Regions from separate parts of the Gossypium hirsutum genome. Here region 2 is linked to region 1. Evidence: chromatin contacts called from public Hi-C data. All regions are on one chromosome and are shown on one strand. The core of a region is the stretch at or near the end of the contact, and the rest is flanking DNA. Distances in the headings are between cores, read along the strand shown. Region 1 has its middle 5.6 kb from the start of LOC121220922. Region 2 holds the start of LOC107908701 (zinc finger A20 and AN1 domain-containing stress-associated protein 6).

The links. A called contact is a pair of places that touch in the nucleus more often than the background predicts.
Region 2: a contact with region 1 is called in a Hi-C map of leaf, with 1.9 times the contacts expected there. The contact joins the promoter of LOC107908701 here to the enhancer-like site in region 1. A contact is called at or near these places in 13 of 34 Hi-C or Micro-C datasets (callus, fibers, hypocotyl and 2 more).

The regions. Positions count from the first base shown.
Region 1 is chrD09:43,892,952-43,898,183 of Gossypium_hirsutum_v2.1, forward strand. No RefSeq gene overlaps it. Among protein-coding and RNA genes, the nearest start is that of LOC121220922, 5.6 kb to the left of the region's middle. Within about 2 kb of position 2,445, at least 3 of the 9 cell types and tissues checked have an H3K27ac peak or open chromatin away from gene starts, as enhancers often do. A contact at or near this core is called in leaf, where this site is marked.
Region 2 is chrD09:43,930,471-43,935,702 of Gossypium_hirsutum_v2.1, forward strand. LOC107908701 (zinc finger A20 and AN1 domain-containing stress-associated protein 6) reads right to left here and starts at 3,253. Exons shown (of 2, transcript XM_016835939.2): 1 at 3,000-3,253; 2 at 1,978-2,925. The coding sequence starts at 3,063. The coding sequence ends at 2,351.

The DNA.
Region 1 (5,232 bases), core at 1,195-3,694:
TATATAAAAATTACAATAGCCATAATAAATATTATAAAACATTAAATTATAAAATATTATTGATATATTATGAAATAAAGAATTGTAAAGTTATGGAAAAAAATAGTATTTAATTCTTAAATGAATTGGCTCTAGTTTAAGCCTGTATAAACGAAAAAAAATTATGTTATTTTTTAAATAATTTTTTAATATTAAATATGATATTCTAGTTCAAATCCATATAACTATAAAATGTTTTTTTTTCTCATGTTTTTATTATAGAAAAATAGTTACCGAACATGTTTTCATGATTTTATTATTGGAAATAAATTTTTATTTCTATTTATTAGACGAGTTTTTCAATTTAAAAAAATAAAATTGTTTCTCAAAATGGAAAATGGAAATAGAAAATAATTTCAAAAACTAAAGAGAGACTAGTTAGTTTTTTTTTAATTATTCTACTAGGATTTTTCTAACATTTAAGCCTATAATTAAGTTTATGCTATATGTCTTAAATTAGGTGCTATTTGATAATAATAATAAAAATAAGTGTTGAAAAATTAAATATTGAAAATTTAAGTACTGAAATTAAATTATAAAATTTATTTGATATATTATTTAAAATTAGTTATGGAATATAATTAGATTGTTTCATAAATATAGATTTTAAAAATTATATTCTACATTTTATCTTTAATTTTTAAATATTTCACCTTATTTTAACACAACAGTCAAAATTTGAATGTAAAATTTTTATATGAAAATATAATATTAAAATAAATAAATTAAAATTGAATTAATTAAAAATATTTTTCATTAAGAAATAAGTAGCTTTTATCTACTTATTATTTTCTGTACTTTTTTTATGTAAAAATTATATTGGATTGTTTTTATTTTGAATTATCAAATGTATATATATAAAAGATTAAATCACTCAAAACATTAATTTTAAATTAATTTAATCTTTTCAACGGGTTATCAAATAAGACCTTAATTAATATTCTTGAACTGAAAGAAATGTTTGGCAAAGAAAATAAAATTTATGACCTATTATTTTTGGATGGTTTAGGTTCGGATTTAGATATATTTATCTTTTTATAATTGAATTGACGATGTTTAAATAATTTTAAATTATTAAAATTTTAAATGAAATAAAATTAATTTTTTATTAATGGAGTTATATATATATATAGAGCTGAATTTAAACAAAAAAAAATCGAATTTGGATAAATTAGACACTACTTGTATAGCTTTAAAGAGCTATTAGCATTGAACATAGGTAGAAATGCAAGATGTGGTGGTACAAGCAGAAAGCCAAATCTGCTGTTCAAACCATATGATGCAGTCAACCAACAGGCATAGGGGGGGTGGGAGGGGGGACAAAAGAGGTCTGCCCAAAGACAATGTGTAAAATTGGCTATACTGCTAGAGTTTTTAAGTCTGTTTCTGAAACACCCAATGATGGCAAACCCCCCCATAATAATTGTCACACTTCCCCCCCTTTTTAATTATCCCTCTAATACCTCCTTAATATTTTATATTGCTGTAATTTGGAATGCCCCCTCCCCTCTCCCTAATCAACAACATTTTTCGTATTTAAAATACATTAATTTTACTGATTCAATTCACAACTAGAATGTTCATGTTTTAATTTTAGTTTAACTCTTAGAATGCATTAAATTGTTTAAAAAAATACCCTAAATCCAGTGGTTTGTGGAGGAGAGGTGATTTTATATAGCTTTTAGAACTGTGCAGATATGATTGGGGCAGTATTGAAATGCTTCACCTACACACGTGAAAGATATAAAACTCTTTTCTTTTTATTTTATATCATGCCCTCATTTCTCTTTTCATATTCTTGCATGATGATTTTCCTTTTTCCTCTTTTGCCCTTTTTTTTTAATTTTTCTCTCTAAAATTTCATATTCTCTTTAATTATTAGATGCTATATTATCAAAATCCAAATTAACCAAACCCATAAATTATTAACATCTATTAATACTAATTGTGAACAAATAAACATCCCTTGAATCAAAATCCAAAATTTGGGATCATAAGTTAAATGCCCCATAAGTAAAGGAAGGTTTTCAATAATTGAAAATCCTTTTTCTTTTTGTATTGAATATATAAAGATAAAGAATAAGAAATCATTTTTGTTGTTGTAAAATGGGTTAATTTAAGGAAGCCCCATGGCCATGGGGGCATGACCTCATCAAACATTTTAAAGTCCTTGAAGGAAATTTCAACTTTTCTGAGGTCATAGTTAATGATATCTCATGATTTCAATCCCCTGCATGGCTAATGATGAAAATTTCAACATTATCATGGTTAGCAACTGCATCCAACCCTACACGTGACCTTAGCCTTAGAGGGTTTTCTCTCATACATTTAAAAACTTTAGAGTGGAAGATTTTAGGGACCACTTAGTTTTCAAAAGCAGCGATGTACAACCCAAAATCTTCTTCATCATACCCACACAGACAAAGGTTTAGTAGTGAGCAGTGGGCTTTTTAGTTTACAATTCCTTGTGTTCTTTTGAGATTCTAAAATATTAAAATCCAACAACATCTTCATTCAAACACAAATTCTATTTTCTCTAAATTTGCTGCTTTGCCCCTTCCTAAACCCCACAAAATCCAACCCAAAGAAGCAACATTTTTAGGCTATAACTCTTCCTACTTTTTCCTATATTTAAAATCTAATCACTGTACTTTTCTTTTCATGAATTTAGTCCCTCTACTTTTTAGATTTTAAAATTCAGGTCTAATTATTAACACTGTTAAATTTTTTTTGTTAAATTTATTTTTGTGACATTTTGAAATATAAAAAAATATTCACCAACTAAAAGAATTTATATTGTAATGAACATGAACTTAACAAAAGAATTTTAACGGTGTTAGCAATTTGACTTGAATTTTAAAATCTGAAAAAGTAAAGGAACTAAATGCGAAAATAAAAGTATATGGAATAAATTCTAAATTTATAAAAAAAAAATAAAAAAACTTATAATATATTTAAACCTTATTTTTATTTTATAGATGGGGAAAAAATATCTAAGAAGGGCTGGACCAAATGATTAAAGCCCAAACCAATTGCGTGCTTATACTTCATACCTTTTTTTTAGGTTGGGGTTCATCTCAGATTCATTTCACACTACTTTCTTCTTAAAAAGAAAAAGTGAATAAGTATAAAATTTTCTTTGACATTCATAATAAAATCTTGAAATTTGTATATTACGTGAATACGGAGTAGCTACGATGATTCAATTTTATGCCTTGTTCATAAATAATAATTTGAATTATAAATTTTAAAAATACTAAAATATTACACATAAAATTTAGCGAGATAAAATTGGAATTGCACATTTTAGGTGGAAATGGTAATCCTTCCTTGCAGCGGAAAACAAATGAATGAATTAGTAGCTCACATCATAGGCATAGCTAAAGAAACAAGAAAAGCACCCAATTTGACTTTTAAAGAACATCATTATGAATCCAAAAGATTAGTGCCTAATATTTAGGAGGCATGCTAAGAAATCGTTTGTTATTTACCTTGGGCAAAATTATTTCACTCTACTGATGAAACCCTCTATTTGGATAAGCAAAGCACCAATGTTTGGTCACAAACCCCCTTTTGTTTATTTATTTATTTTAATGCAACTATTTTCATTACTTATTAATCATGCAACCAGAATTCTTTAATTAAAGTTTTGTTGCCTTCACCTTTCAACACTGGAAAATCTCTTCTTCCACTGCCATCATTACCCTTCATCTTGTCTACTTGCAAACTTGCTCCTAAATTCCATCAATCAAATTAAAAGTTAATGGCTAAGCGGACAATTGCATCTTTATAATAGAAAAAAATAATATACGTTCAATCCAACAAGTTGAATTTGATTTGATTTAGACAATAGTACTAGCCATGGTGTTGGATCTTTTATGATTTGATTTTGATGTCAAGTAAGGAGCCTTCTAAATTCGCTTCCATTGTTGAAGGCTTAAAATTGAATGCTTGAATCTGTTTATGATCCACATGTCCAAACAAAGTTGTCCTTTTCTTTCCAGATTGTTGGACTGATCCACTGTACCACGCACATCATTCAGGATTGCCTAATAATTGTGTGGGAAAGAGGGTCTCTTTTCTAGTCCTTTTAATTTGTAATGTTTTTAAGATGGTTATTACACATTAATTTCAATTTAGCGTAATTCCTTACATTAATTTTGATTTTGTACAATTATACCATTGAGATTTTGATTGTGAATCAAATATATACATAAAATTTTAATCTTGATTCAACTGTACACATTTAAATATAATAATTTATGTATGCAATGTGTAAACATAAAATGATTTTATAATGATAATTGTGTAAGTGATTTGTGAAAATTAAATCAAATGGAAATCTCATGTATAAAAATGCACATTTGTTCAAAGTTCATGTCTAGTTTTGATAATTATCCCTTCAAAATTAATAAAACTTTTTTTATTCCTTGTGCCTCAGCAAATCGCATTGTTACTTGAGAACTAACTTGTGGCTTGTCTGTCATTAGATAAGTTATTTAAATGGTTGTCTAACATACGTGAAAGCATCTATTCAAGGGTCATATTGGCTACCAAACGAGTAAACAAAGCTTGTTATTTAGAAGATGGTGATGGCGCGAGGCTACGGGTTAGAAGACTACCAGAGAATTGAAGAGCTTGAGGCTACATTGGATGCTTTAAAAGCTCATATGGTCATGAGTAATCGAGTGCAAGAGATCAACACAACCTAATGAGAGCTATTTGTAAGGGTGAGTTTTGTTCGATTCAATTGGTTTATTTTAGATTTTTAAACTATCCATGATAGTTTTGTTCAATCCAATTTGGTTCTTAGCTTTCAAATACTATTTTTTTAGTTTTGAGGTTAAAATTTATTTTGGGAAAACAAGGTTTATTTTATGGCTTTTAGACATTATTTGGTAAAATTTGAAAATATTTTCATAAATATTCCTAAAAAAATATTTTTTAGTAAATAAAGAAAGATCAATAACTCCTACATTGTATTTATTTTTCAAAAAAAGTTTATATAAACTTTCAAAGTTACTTTTACTATTTTAAATATAAAATATTATTTTTACATTATTAAATAATTAAATTAATTATAAATTAAATAAAAATAGAATTCAATTCAATTTCGGCAGCTACAATTTGTTCAACTTGTATCCCAAAAGTTCAAACACTTTGGTTTAGAATCAATTTTTAATTTTTAAGTTT
Region 2 (5,232 bases), core at 2,003-4,502, 38 kb after region 1:
CCAAATTCGGGCTATTACACATTTACCCTAACGTTGACCATTATGCCCTTAATGAAAAATAGACTTAAGCTTCTTGGACATAAAATTGCCACTATAGTTTTTTTCACCCATTAGGCAGCGGTATCGTGATTCCCACAAAAATCTTGAGATTGGGAGTCTTAGGGGTCTCGATACCGCGATACCCAAGGTCTGGTATCTCGATGCCACTGTAGTTGGGCTTCATTTTTTTTCACTTTAGCACTGTTAGGGGTATCACGATTTACATGCCTCGATACCGTGATACCCCCTTCTAAGTGATGTTTTCTTCATATTCGGGTCATTATCGACTCTCTAGATCACTCAACCTCATTGTTAGGTTCCCCATGGCACGATTGGCGAATTTGGGTCTAAAAAATGGCTTAAAACTAACAAAAATAATTTATTAACAACAAAACTAAATATCAACAAAAGTAAAGAAAAGACATCTAATTTACTTCAGAATAAGTTTTTTAAGTGTAATGGAGAGCCTAATGTGACGTATCAAATTACGATAGATTAGCGAGCATTAATATTGAGGTTAATCAAGGGTCTTCTAATGCTAGATGAATATCAAAATTTGAAACATTTAAGGTGGCTCCTACAACTAGTCGGCTTAAAAGAAGCCAAGAAACTTAGTTAGGGATCAGTTGTGTTGGTAACATTGTATTGAAAGATGTGCCAGGCAACAAAATCACAAAAAATTAAAATCGGTGGTTGCATACTCCTTCAATCATGGGTATGGTACCGCCTACCATTTTTACATCCTTGAGTAAACTTCCTTTATCAATTTCCCCTCGTAATAAGGTAAAATTCATTTAATAATATAGTTATCATATTTTTTTCATTATTATATTTTTGAAATAACATATTATTTGAATAGGCGGAACAATGACGCAAGTCATGTGGGGATACCGAACAAGCTCGAAGATATCTAACTATTGTTAGATCAACAATTAAAAGCCGATGTTAGTTTTTGAAATTTTCAATTATATAATATTTACGTAATGACTTGAAATTTAATGTTAGGTACGTAATAAAATTTATAATTTCATACTATAGTTTGAATTGATGCCATACTCTGATCATAATATCTAGCACGGCAAAGTGTCATTAATAGTTTTTGCAATGATTGAGATGCATGAATCTGATTGAGTGATGCGCCAGTTCGGATTCATGTAAAGTATTTCGCCATCACCCAAGAGCTCGATGAGCTTCAAAAGATCGACATGCAGTGGAGAACCAACGAAGATTGGCCTAAATTCCATGCCAAATAGATCTACATCTGGGAACATAAGTATGATTTCATACCTATGTGCGAATCAATTGTCCGACCAGATTTGGCAACCTCTTCTGATTACATGACATGGTTTCGACTTCATGATAAGTCATATCTATTGCAAGAGGTGGAAATGAGTAGACAAATTCGTTGTAGAATGCCAACAAGGCCCCACATGAGGCTGGGATCGGGAGTACATGCGTAAAATTCATAATCATCAGCTCCAACCCCAAATACAATACCAATGGGTGCACGACCTCAAAGTTTAGTATGTCTATGAGTTCACTTAGGGAACATGTTGGCATTTTATCTCTTATTTCATAGGTTTTATTGAGATGTTGCTTTTGCTTGTATGTGAGGTTGTTTCGAGAGAAAGAATACAAACAATGGTACAATGTAAGACAACATTTACCTTGAGTTTTTGGGTAGCTGAGGATTTTAATCATTGAGTGTAGTATGATAATTGTTTAGCGGAGGTTAAGCTCAGAGGAGATAAAATAATTATCCAAACCACGTAAAAAAATTGGATGCCCTACTTTACTCATATTTTTGGAATACTTATTTCCATAAACCGGTGTTGTTTTTAACAATTTAGATACTGAAGCTTATTTCATATACAAATATTGGGTAATATATATTAGAATACATTTATAAATAAAATAAACTCGATTTAACTCTTAGAATAGAATGGAATTCAAAGATTTTCTAAATGATAAGTACTTGATATACAACCCTCTCATTCCTTCTATTTACATTTTTATTTTTCACATTCAATTCAAGGAAATAGCTTCCACCACAGTTACACATCAATACTTGAAAACATTGGAAATGAAAAAAGGCTTTTTTTTACAAAAGAGAATGACATAAATTAAAATTATATATATATTTTAAGAAAACCTATTAGGCTGAAAATAATTTTGTCCAGCCTAACTGGTTTCTCCTCATGGTGGGGACTACCACTAAACACGTGTCGCAATCTTAAAGAGATCATTTTCATTTGCTTTTTTTTTTCTTTCATCGAAAGTCAAGGGATCCACTGGTTTCTCCAGTTTCATCTCAAATCTTCTCCAGCTTCTCTGCTTTGACCACAGGATTAGCGCGTGCAATCTCCTCTCTCCCAACCTTCTTGAAATCGAACGTACACCCGTGATTCTCTGGATACCTATGGGACCCGCAAAATGTAATCTCGCATTTGCATCTGAACCCGGTCAACCCGACCCGTTTCCTGCAAACCATGCATCGAATCGGTTGTTGCTGTTGCGGCCGTTGCTCAGCCACCAGGGCAACCTCCACCGAAGGAACTGACGATTCTCCAATGAATTCAGGCAGAGTGAACAGCGGAACCTGAGAAACGGATTCGACAACGACTGATGAAGACGAAGGAGAGGAAGAAAGAGATGATTTGATGGAAGTAGCTCCCTGTTGTTCCTTAAGACGGAAATCTCTATAACATTTAGAGCAAAGATTCATTGTCGCCGGACTTCCGAAAAAGCCGCAGTTGTTAACGCAAAGACGGTGGCCTTCCGGCGTTTGGCATCTATGCTCCTCCGCCATTTTTAGAAAAGAAAAAATCTTTCGATCTGCTAAATTTCTTGTGAAATTAAATTTACTTGAGGTAAGATCTGCGAGATCTAAAACAGAGATAATCAGGAAAAGAGAAACATGAGAAATGTAAAGCAAAAAAATTGAAAGAAAAAGGAAGTACCTTGAAAGGAAAAGGTGGAAGGAAGAATGTGAACAAAGGAAATAAAGCGTAAAGAGGCAATCATCTTAAAGGGTGGGAAGGAAGAAGCAACGATGAATAGGGCAATAATAATCAATAATTTTTAAATTTTGAAAGGCCAAAAATGGAAGTCCAGCGAAGCCGCCTTTGGTTATTCTAATTGCCTGCAAATTAAATATGGCCACGCAAATGGATGCACACACCAAGGAAGAGAGAGACACCAACAATTTAAATGAATCACGCGCACTACTTCTCTTAACCTACGTCTTACCTAATTATCTTCTCACGTGACGGTTTTCCATTTCCTAGTATAAATTTTCTAAAAGAAACAGTTTTTATAAATTTAATGATTTTTTAAAATAAAAAAATTTATGATCAATTTACTAATATCCATAATTCTCAAACACTTACTTGTTTAAATGTACTCAAACTTATATTTTTTAATTATAATTATTTAAACACACAAATTTTATTTATAAATATATTTGTAAACTCTTGAAGAAAATAGAATGTGTAAATGGTGTTGATTGATGAGGTTAATACGTCGAGGGCTTAAGCGGAAGACGCGCCATTAGGGGCGAGTGGGAGAAGGAAGGTGGTGCGGTTTGGGTGCATGAGCCATGATATGTGGCATGGTTCAGCGGCTAATGATTGAGGGTCTTGACGAAAGTTTAAAAGCTTTGCTCTGTCAGAGGACCACCGAATTAGCATCAAACATAAAATAAACTTAAAAAAGTATGGAATCTGCTAATTAATAATTTAAATGATTATGTAAGATTTGTTTCATTTCCACGTAGGCTTGATTTGGAGTAGAGTTTTTTTTTTGGTATTTAAATTTGACTTGGTATCCATACTTAACAGCATCATGTGAATTCATGCTTTAATAAAAAAAATATAAATATTTAATTAAATAAAAAATTCAAAAATCAAATTAATCATTAAAATCAAATTGAGGTATATTAAGAAGGGGTGGAGGAATGTCGAATGCAGTTTAAATTTTTTATTATTTTATTTGCAAAGGCTAAGAAAATACTAATTTATTGCCTTTTAACAATTTAAAAATGAGTTTTTTAACAAAGGGTCAGAAAAGTATTTTTGGCAATCAAGTTATTATATATGGGGTGATAAAGGGTTGAGTTTGGTTGGGTATTTTGAAATTTATAAATCCTCTATCATAGTTTTGTTTTGTTATCGATTTTCTATATTCTTTTTTGTTTTCAATTTTTGTACTTATTTTTTTTCAAAATAACTTTATTTTATGAATTTTAAATATTATATGATAATATTTTAAAGTTTTTTCATTAATATTTTTAAAAAATAATAAGTTTTCAAAAACTTTTAAATTATCTCCACTATTTTAAATATATATATATTTTTTTTATTTCTATACCATAAAAATTAAAATTAATTATAAATAAAATATAAATAAAAGTCGAATTGATTTTGAGTAACTGTATTTTTTAACTTGTTATGGTATTCGCCATTATCGACCTGCTACTCGGTTACCTGATTGGAATCGACCCACAACTTACATGGTTTGCATCTTGGAATTCGCATGTGATGAGTTCGCATATGATCCCGTACAAGGCAGGTTCACACCACCATGCAGGTGACCGCCTCCGGACGTACTAACGTCCAAAGTGTAAACACTGCTACTAAAAATATGAAATTGATGCGGTGTCCGTAAGTATACAGGTCAGGTTGTAATTTAATTTTAAAACAGAGTCAATAAGTATTTCGATGATCGTACACAAGCGAGGCGAGTACTAAATAAATATTAACCTAAACATAAATAGATCTAATTAGTAATTTAGATAAATTATAGCATGATGAACATAAAGGGAAAAAATTGTGTTTTATAAGAAAATAAATAAGCATGCAGAAAATCCTAAAATGGGAAAACTAATATATAAATTCAATCAATCTAAGCATGGGAGACTAACTCGCTTCAGTTGTCATAACTAATTCCTATATAGAGTTCTATTCAATCAACTAGTTGGTACCCTAGCAAGATCTTTCGATTTTTCACCAAACTAATAAGTTGGCAAGAATTAATTATCTCTCAACCTCACCGTCTAGACTGATTTGGGGCAAGGGGTTTACGGATAGACAATACCAATTTTGGGTTAATTCCACCTAAATGACTTCCTAAGGTTGTCAAGCCTAGGGTTTAAGTTCTTCCTATCCCAAACAATTGATCCACTAAGAAACCCTA